Linked DNA regions of Mus musculus: regions 1, 2, 3 and 4 are each linked to region 5. A link is a contact called in public Hi-C, HiChIP or PLAC-seq and promoter capture Hi-C data. All regions are on one chromosome and are shown on one strand. Each heading gives the region's core, a stretch centred on a gene start, on an enhancer-like site or on the middle of the called end of the contact. The rest is flanking DNA. Distances are from core to core; before and after follow the strand shown. Region 1 has its middle 59 kb from the start of Dlk1. Region 2 holds the start of Meg3 (maternally expressed 3). Region 3 has its middle 12 kb from the start of Dlk1. Region 4 holds the start of Hhipl1 (hedgehog interacting protein-like 1). Region 5 holds the start of Slc25a29 (solute carrier family 25 (mitochondrial carrier, palmitoylcarnitine transporter), member 29).

Region 1 (2,700 bases), core at 175-2,674, 560 kb after region 5:
AGACTGAATGGGCAAGAGCTGTCCCTTTTGAGAGTGACTAAGGGGCTACATTTGAAGCCCACAGCTCACCCTACCCCTCAAGGGAAGCTAAGTCAACCAGCCTGGATCTGAAGAACCAGGGAGGCTCGAAGTTGCCCTGCTAGCCCCTGGGTGACCTGTCTGCAGGCCACAGGCTGTCCTAGTGTGCTGTGCTAGTTTAAACTTCCAGAAACCTCTTTTTAAGCTTCCAGAAAGAAGGAGGGAGGTAGGGAAGGCGTTGTTTTCGTGCCTCTCGCTTCATTTGCATGAGGTGAAAAATGTTTCCATAGAAACAACCAGAGTCTGTAATTTTTGAATAACGATTTCTGTGCCAAGCACAACCTGTCTTGTCTGGATGGGGAATTAAGTCTCACAGCGTTTCCCCATAACAATGGTAAAGTTGCCCCAGCTGGTAGAAGATAGAAAGAGGGTAGTCTGAGCCCCAAGACCCGACCTGCTCAGCTTCAGTTTCCCCCTCTTGTGAAATGCGTCGAGTAAAGACAAGATCTGAACCATACTGAGCAAACCCTCAGCATCTCCGGGATGGTACAAAGACTGGGTCTCTGGGTCTCCTGGTCCCCAGTCTTGAGTGGCCCCCAGAAAGCCTAAACAGCATTCTCATAAGTTTTTCAGAGGGGCGATAGCAGAGGGCTGTGCATCTCCGACCCTCTGGACTACGGAGGAGCATTCTGCCTGCCCCGCGCTCACAGCCAACTGCAAGCCTCCTCTGCGGACATCCCCTGCCGGCTGCCCAGCCCCGCTCACCCAAGCGAAGGAAGCGGCCTCGCCTGACCGCCTCTGCCCCCTGGTGGCCTGAGGGCACCACGCAGCCACTCACCCCCAGGCCCAGAGGACTGCATGGCTACCTCAGGCCCCACTGGAGATATCCTCTCTCTGGGAGCTTTGAGGAGGCCACCACAGCCACAGCAAAGCTCTGAGAGGGACCCCAGAATCGAGGACCGCTAGCTCTCCTCTCCCAGTCTCAGCGCAGGCGACCCTCACACATGATTTGATGGAGGGGCATCCTGCAGAACCCCACATTGCCAACATCCTCTGAGAGTCTCTTTCAGGATCTCAGTGTGGAGAGCTTAAAACAGAGCAAACTGAAGACTACAGACTGTAAGGGGGCAGGGGACAGGACTCTTCTGCTCCCCTATATTGCAAATGGAGACACTGAAGACCTGAGAGAGACCGGCATGTTTATCCAGGGACCCTGCGTGTTCCAGCCATCCCGAGGCCACTTCTGTGGTCCATCTTCTATGCTTGCTGTCTGCAGACAGCAATCAGAGGCACCGTCCTTGTTGTCAGGGGCTGCCTTTATTTATCCTCATTTAACCGTGGGTTGGAATATTGTGCTGGGACTGAGCTGAGCCGCAGACATGCTCGGCGTCTGCCTGGCTTAATTATAGCCCCAGGGGCTGGGAGCAATGAGCCACGCGCCTCCCGCTCCAAGGCAGCAAGCTGGTCTTCAGATGTCCTTCCCTTCTCTCTCTTTAAATACCAGTGTGATGTGTCCCTGGTTACACTCTAATGATGGCCTGCTGGAGACTGACCTTCTGTGGCTGGAACATGTGCCATTGTCTCCAGGTTATGGGTAGGGGTCAGTGATGAACAATGAGGTGGGGAGACATTGTTCAGAAGATCCCAGAGAGCACCTGGCACAGTCCTCCTGCCACTGAGGATGGGGCCAAGACAGAGCAGAGATGGGCTAACAGTGTCTCCGAGGGCTGTCCATCCCCCACCCCACCCCCAAATGCTGTGATGTGTGTCACCTGGATGTCATCCACCAGTACAGGGAAAAGACTAAAGATGGGAGAATCACGGCCTTCCAGCTCAGGCCTCAAATACAGCAGGACAGCTGTCAGTCACAGATGGCCTGGGAAAGCCAGAAGAGACTTTGAGGGACACAAAGGTGGGGCCTATGCTACACCACTATGGTGTAGCCCAGAAGCCACTAGTGGGCGGGTGCCATGTCTATCCATCTTTGAGGGTACCACGGTGCCAACTAAAAGCCAGTGGAGGTCTGGAGATGAGGCTCTGTTGGTAGAGTGCTTGCCTAGGATGCTGGAGGCTCTGGGTTTGAGTCACAGCACCACAGAAGGATGCTTGTAACCTCAGCACTTAGGAGATGGAGATGGAAGAACCCAGGATTCACAGTCCCTCTTAGCTATACAGTGTGTTCAAGGCTAGCCTGGGCTAAAAGGAAACTTTGTTTCCAAAATAAACAAGCAACCCCACAAAAGTCAAAGCAGTGTGTCTGCAAAAGCGGCAGCTGGCATGGAGGAAGCTGTTCTCCTCCTTCTTGGAGTCTCAGGATCCAGTGTTGCCCCACCATGGGGTGCAGTGGTGGGGTGAAGGGCACCCTAGTACACCCAGCTCTTCACTGGCTACAGACTGCTGAGGGAAGAGGAGCTGCCCATGTTTTAGAGCTACCTCACTTGCTGATGCCTTTGTCTGGTCCTTTGGGGAAACCCCTATGGGTGTTTGCTGTGGGGGTCAAAGTGACATGAAAAGGTGGGCGGGCCATAACCCTGAAGCTTATTTTTAGAGAGAGAAAGAGAGACACAGAGAGAGAGATTTGTTGTATACATGTGGAGGGAGGCATGTGGGAGTGAAGTGCCTCAGGAGGCCAGAGGCGTCAGATCCCCTAGAGATGGCGCTACAGGCTGCTGTGCCTCCCAA
Region 2 (2,700 bases), core at 88-2,587, 710 kb after region 5:
CAAGCTGCTGATCGGTAACCCTGGGCTCAGCGGTGGCTTTTCTCAGTGCCTCTCAGCCCCAGGACCCGAGTCACAGTGGCATCCTAGGCTTGCTGGCCATAGGGGGCTTACGCGAAAGCAGCTGCAGAGGCGTAAATAAGGCGGCGGCGGGGGGGTGGGGGTGGGGGGCTCTTCCAGCTTCATGTCCTCCACAGGGCCTCTGACTTTCCTTTTAGGGTCTCAATCATTCTCGCTCCTTTTCTGTCACCAGACGCTTCTTCTTTGGACTCACAGTTGCCACCCACCTGTCACCCCAAGATAGATCCTTCGTCCCTTTCAACAGCATTCTGACCTTTTCGAGAGGACATTTGATGGACATGTTGCCCCCTTTGCCACTTAGGGTAGGCAGAGCAGCCGGAGGTACCACCTGTTAAGGATTAGCTCTCCTGTGCCAAGTCTCAGAGCGTCCGCAGCCAGCAGCTACGCACCATAGCAACATGTGTCTGCTTGGGCTGCGGAGAGGGGGGGGCGCCCTTCAAAGTGTGGGGAATCAGCCCGATTTGGGGGTGTACTCTAAGCATTACCACAGGGACCCCATTTTCACTAATTAAGTACTTTTCTTAGGGGGCACAGTTGCGCCTATATTCACAGTACACTCCGGGTTGCTGGGTACCCCTGTAACGGGCAGAAATGGGTCCTTGGGAAAGGGCGGAATAGCGCAAGGTTTTTGGTGCACAGGTTGTATCTTCTGTAAAGCCTGGGACTCAAAATCAAGGTCCTTTTGCCTCAACAATGCCAAATTCCCCGTATCAAGATAGTCCGTCAGAATCGGGGTACCCTATGTGGGGGTGACAGCCTCCAGGCTAACATTTGGGAATCAATTATTTTATCTGGGATTTTTATTAAAAATTTCCAGTGCAATTAGGAAAAAACAACGCTCTCCTTTCCTAAGCCGGAGCCCCTGACTGATGTTCTGAGAAACCCAGGCAAGCCATCTGCCGATCCCCGGTACCCCACCTTTATCCTTGGTCGCCTGAGAACAATCACCAGTTGGGGTTATTTCCCCCCAGTTTCTGTCTACAAATCGCCCTTCCATCCACAACTAGGGCTCATGTAGGGAAAAATCACCAGCGACCACAGGGTGTTGGTCATGGCGGCCAGGGGCACTGCGGCAGATTTTTTTTTCCTTCGTTCTTTGCTGCAGTCTGGGTGCGGCTACAGCAATTTGTCATAGAATCTGGGGGGCTCATTTTTCCGGCCAATCACTTTTAGAGAAATGAGCGCATTGCAGCAGAATGCGCTGACGTCAAAGACCACCCCTTCTGCGCCTTTATATAAACCCCACCCAGCCAGCCCCTAGCACAGAAGACGAAGAGCTGGAATAGAGCTCGCCTCGGCTCTGCTGGCCTTGGCTGCAGCTCTTCCAGAAACCCGGGGCGCCCACAGAAGAATCTCTTACCTGGTGAGTGGTTAGCCATCCTTTGCCTGAAAGGATGTGCAAAAATGAAGACGACATCACTATCTGGCTTCGGCTCCGTCCTCCTGGACATGCCGAAAGGCCAGTGCTGGGGACCTTCTCCCAAAGCCAGCCCCTTAGCCTGGTCCCCAGCATCCAACACGAAATTCTGCAAGGAAAAGAATCCTCAGGCACATTTTTCTCGCGGGTGTGGGGGGGTCCGGTCCACTAGGGCTTTTTTTCTCACTAGTGTGGGCAGCGCGGTAGAGACCCTGATTAAGAAAAGCAGCAATAATGAGATATTCCGCCCCCAAATCCAGTGTATTTTTGTTTCTGGGGTCTAAAAACCTGGTTTTGGTGGCTGAAAGCCCCCCTTAGAATCGCATTAATGGTGAGAGACATGGCGGCGATGCATCATCCCGCAAGCCCCATAAAATGGGGGGGGGGTACCTGAAAAGGGGGGTCTCGAGCCATCTTTTTCTCCTAGCCAGGTTCTCGGCGGAACGTGGGCGTAAGATTTAGAGGTTCATGTTGACCAGCAATTCTGAATCCAGATACTCGGGTTTAGTATAGACCTAACCTCGGGCAAAATATAGTGGGAAAAAAAATGTAACCATTACTAGCCGTTTCCTGACGCAGCTACTTTAACAGCGGAAAGAGAGGGCGTCAAAGGCAAATCTAGCCGGAGACCCCCAGATCACAGAGAAGGCTGCGGAACCGGGGGGCAAAGGCAGAATAGATGTGGGGGGTGGGCTAGGGTAGAAAAAACCCCACGTCCTTGCGTCTCATAGGAAGGAAAAGATAAAATGCAGAAAAGGGGGTGTGTGGAGGTGTGGGGGGTGATCTGAGTGCTGGAAATTTGGAGGCAGGGTTCTTTTTGGCATTGCGCATGATGGCTGCGGCTAGATTCTGACGTGTTGAAGGCTTTTGACTTTTGGTAAATCACCTTTTGCCGTTTCCTTTGTCCCCGTGAAGCCCCCCCTGGCCGCCCCCTCCTCATTCTGGGCTGGCTGGCTGAGGGGGGGGGCAGCCTGAGGGCTGCGACGTGGCAGGTTTCTAGAATGTTCTATTGATGGCCGCAAGAGGGCGCTGGTGGCACTGCGGAATTTTGGGGGGCGGGGTGGGGAGGGAAGAGGAGGTGGCCTTTGTTCTCCTGCAGGAGGGGGTCGGGAGCGAGATGGGTTGCGGGACCATGGGTTCATTTACCTATGGGGAAATGTTAGTAGATACCTGGATTCACTAAGGTGCGCTTGCAGGACTTACAA
Region 3 (2,739 bases), core at 108-2,607, 610 kb after region 5:
CTAAGGAGCAGACAGGAGCAGAGAAGCTCCGAGATAATTTGGGGCTCCAGGGTACCCACAAGCAACCCACTAGCCAATCATGGTCAGGACATCCCAAGCAGGTGGCCTGGCTGCCCCCACCCTTGAGAGAGGCTCTGTCACCCTGAGGCTCAATGGCTACATTCCATGGTTGTAATAAGGACAATTTGGGCAGGTAGTGGTAACATACTCCCTTGTCCTTCTGTTTCAGGCTCTCCCTGTGGCCCACCCTCCCCCAACCCTTTCGAGGGGCTATGGGCATATAGTGCCTTAGCCTCCTCTTTCAGAGATCCATGGAATGAATATGTGACAACTGTTCAATCAAAGTCCTCGAAACTGAGTACTGGGGTGCCTGACTACAAATGGGAAGTCAAGTGGCTATGGAGTCCTTGGAGTGGGAGGCAGACAGTTGTGGCACCCTTCAGATCACATGGAAAGGGTGACCACCTCCTTCAGTTTCTCGGCAACCCAATCCTGCCTGAGGAAGAGCAGTATTTAAACACCCACTGTTGCTCTCTGGGCCAATCTGTAGCTTTACTCTAGGAACCTCCCCAGTGAAAGAGAGAGTCTCATTTTCCCTAAGGAACAGCCAGGATTGTGTCTGTAGCCTTGGCAGGATAAGGACAGGGAGGTGACAGATCCTGTCTAGACCTGGCCATGATGGTAGAAGATCTGTCAATAAAGAGTTGTGCCCCCCCCACACACACTCTTCTTAGATGAGGGGAGAATAGAGGCATTGCTTCTTCTCATAGTCAGCCCAGACAGGAGGATAGGGATGGATAGACAAACAGACTGTCTGCCCAAGGTCCTTGGTGAAGGAAGCATTGGGGAAGAACAAGGGTCTTATGGGACTAGGAGATGGAAGGCATGAGCAAGCAGGTGGTATTTAGGGGCATAGGTAGAGACAGGACAGTCCCTGCAAGATCCCCAATGTGTGGCAGAGCCAAGTACATATGGAGGGGACCCTCTGGAGGGCATGCAGCGGGGTCTGGGATGAAGTTGGGCTACAGAAAAGCATAGAAGTCTCTAATACAGCTGCCAGGGGCCACGAAGTTCCTGGCTCCCTGGCCCTGCCACCCATCTGTCCCAACTCTGCAACTTCAGTGGCCACAGGAAGCACAGGCCTTCCCTGGCCTCAGAACCAGTCATGAGGTTTTTTTTCCTCAGAGTAGTGTTGTAGTTGAATCCCTTAACTGTCGGTTACTGCTCCCCACACAGACAGTTTATTAAAAACTGGGCCAAGTTAAAAATACTGGCATCGAGGAAGTACAGGCACCCCAAACTACCAGAAAGCCGCAGCTCCTCCCAGGGGAATCCCTGCCCACGGCCTGTGTGTAGCCCAGCTGGCAGGCAACCTGCCAGCTCCACGGAAGGGGACAGAACAGCCCCTCCCAGCTGCTCCAGCTCTGTTCTGCCTGAACTGAACACCAGCCTGGGACCAGGCCCGGCACCCCTGGGTGCTAAAGAGGTCTGGACTGGGGCCAGATGGAACCCCTCCCCACCTTGAAGTGAAGGCAGGGTTAAACACATTCACATACCCACCCGCCACCCATTTCTTAGCACTGAGATCCACTCCAGGGATAAGGAACAGGACTCTGTAGAGAAGTCCCTAGAAGGGGGTCCTGTCTGGCATGGGAGGGACTGAGGGGTAGCTACCAGATGAGACTCTCTGGTAGCCCCAAAAAGACCCCTTTGATGGTCACAACAAGAGAGATATACCTTTCCTGTAGAGTGAGTATTCTCCCTAGCTCTCCGCCCACACATTACACACTAAATCAACAAATGCTCTCTGGGCCCCAACGGTGTGTCCAGGATACAGATGAGAACCGGGCACCAGCTAGATCTTTCAGAGGCTCTGGATACTTCCCAGTGCGCAAAGTGGCTCACTAGCCTCCGAGGCAGAGCGTGACAAACGCCAGGTTCTGTGTAAATAAAATCAATGCGAAACCACTTTGAAAGTTAAAAGCACAATTAACGCCCAAGTGTGCCTACTACAAGGCCAGTGGCAGAGAGTATCCAACAGGCTGGGCTCCGCAGCATGGCTGTTCTCTTTGCCAGTGGCACCAGAGGACAGATGGAAGGGGCTCACGGTACATTGACTCACTGCCCGTGTCGTTCCCCCCCACCCCCAGCCCCTCCTCACCCCTGCAAATGCTGCAGACTCAATTAAAGAGCTCGTGGAAGTGTCGGTTCAAATCCTAGTCTCCCTAACTCGCCAGAAACTCTCAGAGGAGCAGGCTGCATTTGCCTCATTCAATTAATCATGTAGGTGCTGGATCATCACCTGCAGCCTCTTCAGCCCACAAACACCCTTGGGTCCCTCTTACAGTTAAGTGAAGGCCTAGGCTCCCACGCACGCACTCACTTAGACATTAAACTGTGCATAGTCTCTGCATCCTGGAGCCCTTGGCTACCTGTCTCCATCTTTTGCTTTTTTCCCTGTGGCCACAGTTGGTCCTCTCCTTTTCTGCATCTCCCTACAGTCCCAATCACACAGCGTCTATGTTTTCATTTTCTTAATCGATGTCCCTACGACATTGGGGACCTACGAGGAGTGCCTCCTTCACTCTCTCTGGGTGTCTGGAGTCCCGTTGGGTTTTTTTGGTTTGTTTGTTTGTTTGTTTGTTTGTTTGTTTTTTCATGAAAAGGATTGAAGAAGGGTGCTTAGGGACACCAGGCAAGGAGCCAGTCGTATGAGCGGCTGACACTTGGCCAAAACGG
Region 4 (2,700 bases), core at 69-2,568, 530 kb before region 5:
CTGCTACCGGTACCTTAATCTGGCTACCAGTCTGGGACAAGGACACAGTGACCAGGGGCTCTACTGTTGCCTGGCACTTTGTGTAGTCACTCAACTCCCGAGCTAAGGCTTTTCAGACTCCCATTCAGCTATGATCGGTTAAGCCTATAATAAACACTGCCTGGAATGGGGAGGAGGATGGAGTGGGATGTTCTTCCCCTGCTGTCTGTCCCCAACTATCTGACAGTGCCATCTCCCTGTCTCCCCCTCTCCCCCCTCGAGGGTCCAGCTGCAGCGGTTGGCCATAGCTTTTCTAACCACCTCCAACCATTCAGGGACTTTGTGGACCAACTGCTGCAACTACAAAACTCCGTGCTGTCTCATCGTCCCATGTGGATTCTCATCCTTGACGTCAGTTACACGTGCTTGCCCTTAAAGACTTAGAGATGAGATGTTTGCTCTTATATGGGGACTTTGACTCATAGCTGGCCCCCACCCCTACCCCATTTCAGGCTCCAACCACAGCCCTGTGGAATCTAAGCAACCCCAACCGCACTCAGCAACTGTGGCAGACTGACTGATACAGGGCTGTTCAAAGAGACAGCAGCAAGTGGGTATCATGTGAAGGCCACGTGGGAGTGTGCGTGACAGAACTGATGGAAAGAGTATTCCAGGAAGAAGCCGGTTCTGGGGTCTTCATAGACAAGTGCTAGGGGCTTTGACATGGTGGAATTCTGAGCCCATGGGATAGTGTCTATGTTCACTCTTGGGGTAAAGTTGAGACAAGAGATGCAGGAGGAGAGATGACGGACGAACAACCATCTAGGAGACACACCCATTAGGGCTTCCCACAGAACCCCACGGGTTCTGGGCTACGGGTAGAGAGTTCCACGGCCAGGGGAGGACAGAAGCCCTGGCAGGGCCAAAGATGGACTGACTGTGCGGTTGCGCCTGTTCCCTCCCACCCCCAGGCTCATGCTTCACTTCTTGTGAGGTCCCAGGCAACACCACCTGTCTTTTATGCCACACCTCCACATTTAAACACTGCTAAAGATCCTGTCTGGCTCAGTGGGAGGTGGGACCTAGGAGTCCCTGACTTGGGCTTTGGGGTTTCGTCTACTTGGCGGCTAGCGAGCACCTGAGAGAAGTGGAACTGTGAAACTGGGCAACCGGGGCTTCCCAGACGCCAGGTTTGGAAAGGCTGGGGCCAGAAGGAGGGGGCTGCCCGCAGAGGGGAGCTGCAGAGTGCCGTGATCCTCCAATCCTGCAGAGTGCTCCCAAGCAGAGGTGACCTCCAGCGAGGGGAGTCCCTGGACCCTAGGCCTGTAGGGCGAATCCACCGGTTTCCCGGTGATCTCCCGGGAGGGTGCAAGCAAGGCTGGAGGCGGGCGCTCAGGGCGCGGCCAGTGGCTCCTGGGGGGCGCATCGGCGGGGCTGGCTGGCCGGCCTTTGGCTGCTATTTCTGCAGACTGCCAGGAGAATGGCGGGACGGAGGGCTGTGGCCCGGATCGGGCCCGGGGCGCTGCTGGTTCTGCGCGCTCTGCTGGCCGCCGCGCACCCGCAGTGCTTGGACTTCAGGCCGCCCTTCCGGCCGCCGCAGCCGCTGAGCTTCTGCGCGCAGTACTCCGCCTTCGGCTGCTGCACCGCGGAGCAGGACGCGGCGCTGGCCCGGCGCTTCCGGGTCCTGGAGACCCGCATGGATGCCGGGGTGTGGGCGACGTGTGCCGGCTACGCTCTGGACCTGCTGTGCCAGGTGAGCGGGTGCACGGAGGCACGTGGAACACTAGTCGCTGGCGGCGGGGGCGGGGGCGGAGCAGGAATGGCATCCCCAGAAGGGCGATACTCAGGAGTGGGTCCCAGACTTGGAGGGGAATGACGACCCTACAGGCATGAGACTTAGGAATGGATCCTGAACTTTGGAGGTGATGGCAACCACAGGGGCAAGGGTCGGGAGCGGGTACCAGACTTTGGAGCTTGGGGGGTCCAAGAGGGAGTGACTTGGTATCAGGCGGGAAGACCTGGCTAGCTAGCTCTTGTCATTCATTTGCTTTGCAAAGATGTTGGGCTTTTTTTTTTTTTTTCCCTCGAGACAGGGTTTCTCTGTGTAGCCCTGGCTGTCCTGGAACTCACTCTGTAGACCAGGCTGGCCTTGAACTCAGAAATCCGCCTGCCTCTGTCTCCCAAGTGCTGGGAGACAGAGGCAACACCACTGCCCTGCTGATGTTGGGCCTTTTAGGAGCCTCAGTTCCTCTTAGAGACTCAAGACTCCTATTCTCTGGGACACCCTGGAAGCTCCCGCCCCCTCCCCCCTCCTCCAGTGCCCCACTGCAGAGAGTCCTATCTCTGTCAGGTACCAGGATGAAGTCTTTGCTAAGTCTAGGAAGGCAGGATGGGAAGATATGTAGCCAAATCTGAGGCATGACTTTGTCAGCAGTCTGGGGACTGCTTATTCCGATGAGGACTCTTCCACAGGCAGACTGAAAGGAGTAGTCTGAGAGCCCATTCCTCAGGGCCAGGATGCTTAAAGCACCCACCTTTCTTTTCAGCTACTGGTCTCCTCACCTGGTAGAGTCTCTCCCCAGATGAGTTACTCTCATCTCTCCTCTGATAGTGAAGCCCTTACTTCGATCCACGCTGAACTATCGCTTCCCTTATGTCGATGCGGAGTATCCTGCCTGACTGATCTGATTGCAGGAATGCCAGCCAGCCAGCCAGCCAGGG
Region 5 (2,762 bases), core at 25-2,524:
GCTTGTGGGACAGTGGGGGTGCTCAAAGTCTCTATGCAAGCCTGGCCTCAGGGTGAATATATGCTCCCCAGATCAACTGTATATCCCAGGCTACAAATGGAGGTAACTCTGGCCCTGGGGAAACTGCAGTACAAGGGGGTCTTGGCCACGGCAGGAGTCCTGGCCATTGAAGATGCCCTCACCTGCCCTGTTACAGCTGGGGCTAGCATGGGGCTCTTTCTGGGTCTCTAATTCTCCACCTGCTTGTGGAAATCTCTGTGGCCTTCCCACAGCTTACAGAAGAAAGACTTGGTGACAGTCTGGTGGTTCTCAAGCACCTAGAGGGTACGTCACTGCTCAGGGAAGGCATTCTGCCAGACAGCAATGTTCTCCATCCAGGAAGAAGCAAGCACGGATTAAGCACCTAAGGCCAACTCCAGCCTATCACTGTTCCAGGAGAGACCTTTCCGGGTAGGGCTATGAAGGATGAAGACAGCAGGACAGGTGGATGAGGAGCCAGGTCTGGGCCTCAGAGCTGAACATATAACCAGCCAGACCACTACCACCTCAGTCGATTCACCTGGAATCCCAGCGGCTAAACCAGGCTCTATTTAATACTTAGTAAATAAACTAATCCTCTAGGCAAAAGGAAAGGCACTAAACGTTCAACAGGTCCGCACGGTAGTGTCATGGGCAGACCTAGCCTGCTCTCAGCTTCGAGCGCTCTTCAGTCAGGTTGACATGACCATTTATTTGACCACCCGGTGGACCGCCTCCTCCTCTCCTGAGCCCTCCAGCAGCTTAAAGCAATGCATGGGAAGTGCTGGGCGCCTGGGGTCGGGCCAGCCTTCTAGGAGGTCGCGCGGTGTCACCAGCCTCGCTCAGACAGCTGCGGGAAGGGATCAGTAGGCTGCGCGCCCGCATCCTTCTGTTCTGTCCCTGCCTCCGGCCAAGCCGCGGTGCTGCCAGGATCCCCAGACCTTGCACTCAGTGCGCACGGAAGGGTCAAGAAGACACCTGTCGCCGCGTACCAGCCAGAACGCCCGCCTGGCATGCCGGTCATCTCCTTACCTCCGGCGCATCCAGCCAGGAAGTCGAGCGCCATGGCCCGGCCCGGCGAGCCGGCTGTGTCTTACTACTCCTCGGGCCCGGCCCGCGGTTGGCCGTCGCGACTCCTGCTATCTGGCCTCCGGGCGCGCAGCCGGGTCGGGGAGGCGACTGGATGGCGACTCCTAGAAAAGCACTCCCCTGGCGTCCAGCTTGCCGGGCCTCACCTCGCACCGCTCGCACCGCCCCGTCGGCCTCAGCCCCCGCGGGGGCAGAGCGCAACCAATCGGTAAGCGAGGCACGGACACACCCCGTGCTCCGGGTGCCGCCGCCAAGTCTCATTGGCTGGGCGCGCCTGGAAGGTGTGGCCTCGGGCGCGGCGGGCGGGGGTGCCTCCCGGCTCAGTAGACAAAGACTGTGCTTCTCGGGCCCGCCCGCACGGCGCAAGGAAGGGGCAGTGCGGTGGGCACACTGCACACTGGAGCCCAGAACCTCCCAACCGCACGGTCCGAAGGGCGGCGCTCGATCTGCTTCAATCCTCGGACCCCTCACGGTATTTGGATGCGACTCTCCTGCTCAACCTCATCGTCCTTGCCTGTGTCAAGAGGACACAGTGGCGAGTGCACACGTGGAACGCCGCGACTCTCCCAAGGCCTACTTTGGTCTTGGACTCAGCTTGCTGGGAAAGTTCGAGAACGACCGCCCACTTGGAGGGGCCTCTGAGGCCCCGGATCTTCTTAAGCGAACGCGCAGGAGTACTGAGGACCCAGTGCACCCAGGCAGAGACAGGGACTTGAGTTTGAAGGACGTAGAAACGTTTTCAAACAGAAGGGGCCTGTGGATGGGGCCTGAGGATGGAAGGGTGCCGCCAAGCCCGACGTGTTCCTGGGAGCCGCCAGCAGGCCAGATCAGGGGCGCGGGCATCTGACTGCAGCTCTGGGCCTTGGGACAGGGTGAGCTAGGTGCAGGACAAGGAGCAAGCAGATATTCCAGGCTTGGAGAGCATTAAAGTTGAGGTGGGCTAAGAACCCGACGCGCCGCCCCCCACCCCCCCAGTTGCTGGTAATATCTACAACAGCAAGGAGTCTGGAAGCAAGTCCAAGTGATGGATACAGCCATCACTTACCGGGCCTCTGCTGGTCGTGACTTTCTTTTAAGCTGAGAGTGGAGTAACAGACTCCTGTGGTTACTCGAACTCTGCTCTTGCCTCTCCCCTCCCTAAACTGGGCGCGGAGTTGTGGGATGGCAGATCTGATGGAGGGGCAGCTCTGAGACCAGGGACCCCAGTGTTGTTTGAGAGGTGGTGTTTATCCTTGGAATTGAATGGACCCTTCGTGAAGCCGACACCCAAGTCCAGGCCTGCTGACCCCTAGTCCAGTGCTTGTGGTGGCTACTGGGCCCTGAACTAGGGGTCTGGAGACCTGGGTTTGATCTCCACAGGCTTTGAGTCATCTGGATGCCTTCTAAAGGCAGGTGGTAAGAGGAAGAAGGAAGTACACACTGGAACTGGGGTGATTGTAGGATCCCTCCTGAGGCCTTTGCCATTAACCCCAGCAATCCTCCTGCAGGGACACAGCCATAAGAATACCCTGGGGTCCGGTGGTAAAGCTCGGGTCTTCACGCCTCCACCCTGGTTTCTGGTTCTAAGAAACGGGAGGGCATCCGATGAGACAAGACGGCTCTTTCTGCCTGTGGCTTCGAGACAGGCTCTTGATATGTAGCCCAGGTTGGTCTTG

The links. Promoter capture Hi-C pulls out the DNA fragments that hold promoters and counts their contacts. Hi-C and Micro-C count contacts between places; a contact is called where the count stands out from the background. HiChIP or PLAC-seq counts read pairs in DNA pulled down with a chosen protein or histone mark.
Region 1: a contact with region 5 is called in a promoter capture Hi-C map of hippocampal neurons, with 2.8 times the contacts expected there. The contact joins the enhancer-like site here to the promoter of Slc25a29 in region 5. A contact is called at or near these places in 5 of 39 promoter capture datasets (cranial neural crest, hippocampal neurons, liver and 2 more), 3 of 115 datasets of contacts at active chromatin or transcription factors (bone marrow-derived macrophages, embryonic limb bud and pancreatic cancer cells) and 2 of 9 other capture datasets (adipose tissue and pancreatic islet).
Region 2: a contact with region 5 is called in an H3K4me3 HiChIP or PLAC-seq map of forebrain, with 5 times the contacts expected there. The contact joins the promoter of Meg3 here to the promoter of Slc25a29 in region 5. A contact is called at or near these places in 2 of 39 promoter capture datasets (hippocampal neurons and liver) and 1 of 115 datasets of contacts at active chromatin or transcription factors (forebrain).
Region 3: a contact with region 5 is called in a FOXA1 HiChIP or PLAC-seq map of pancreatic cancer cells. The contact joins the enhancer-like site here to the promoter of Slc25a29 in region 5. A contact is called at or near these places in 3 of 39 promoter capture datasets (hippocampal neurons, liver and pre-B cells) and 4 of 115 datasets of contacts at active chromatin or transcription factors (embryonic stem cells, large pre-B cells, pancreatic cancer cells and 1 more).
Region 4: a Hi-C map of muscle stem cells shows a contact between it and region 5, with 4 times the contacts expected there. The contact joins the promoter of Hhipl1 here to the promoter of Slc25a29 in region 5. A contact is called at or near these places in 3 of 39 promoter capture datasets (cranial neural crest and liver), 1 of 484 Hi-C or Micro-C datasets (muscle stem cells) and 1 of 9 other capture datasets (adipose tissue).

Annotation. Positions count from the first base shown.
Region 1 is chr12:109,393,192-109,395,891 of GRCm38.p6, forward strand. No RefSeq gene overlaps it. Among named protein-coding and RNA genes, the nearest start is that of Dlk1, 59 kb to the right of the region's middle. Within about 2 kb of position 1,425, at least 33 of the 459 cell types and tissues checked have an H3K27ac peak or open chromatin away from gene starts, as enhancers often do. A contact at or near this core is called in hippocampal neurons, where this site is marked.
Region 2 is chr12:109,539,659-109,542,358 of GRCm38.p6, forward strand. It overlaps Meg3 (maternally expressed 3), which reads left to right and starts at 1,338. Exons shown (of 10, transcript NR_027652.1): 1 at 1,338-1,441. Gm34081 (a long non-coding RNA gene) reads right to left here and starts at 491. Exons shown (of 8, transcript XR_003950134.1): 1 at 1-491.
Region 3 is chr12:109,440,239-109,442,977 of GRCm38.p6, forward strand. No RefSeq gene overlaps it. Among named protein-coding and RNA genes, the nearest start is that of Dlk1, 12 kb to the right of the region's middle. Within about 2 kb of position 1,358, at least 68 of the 459 cell types and tissues checked have an H3K27ac peak or open chromatin away from gene starts, as enhancers often do. A contact at or near this core is called in pancreatic cancer cells and pro-B cells, where this site is marked.
Region 4 is chr12:108,304,952-108,307,651 of GRCm38.p6, forward strand. It overlaps Hhipl1 (hedgehog interacting protein-like 1), which reads left to right and starts at 1,319. Exons shown (of 9, transcript NM_001044380.1): 1 at 1,319-1,732. The coding sequence starts at 1,460.
Region 5 is chr12:108,834,602-108,837,363 of GRCm38.p6, forward strand. It overlaps Slc25a29 (solute carrier family 25 (mitochondrial carrier, palmitoylcarnitine transporter), member 29), which reads right to left and starts at 1,275. Exons shown (of 4, transcript NM_181328.3): 1 at 1,051-1,275. The coding sequence starts at 1,084. It overlaps Mir345 (microRNA 345), which reads left to right and starts at 2,372; the gene lies at 2,372-2,467.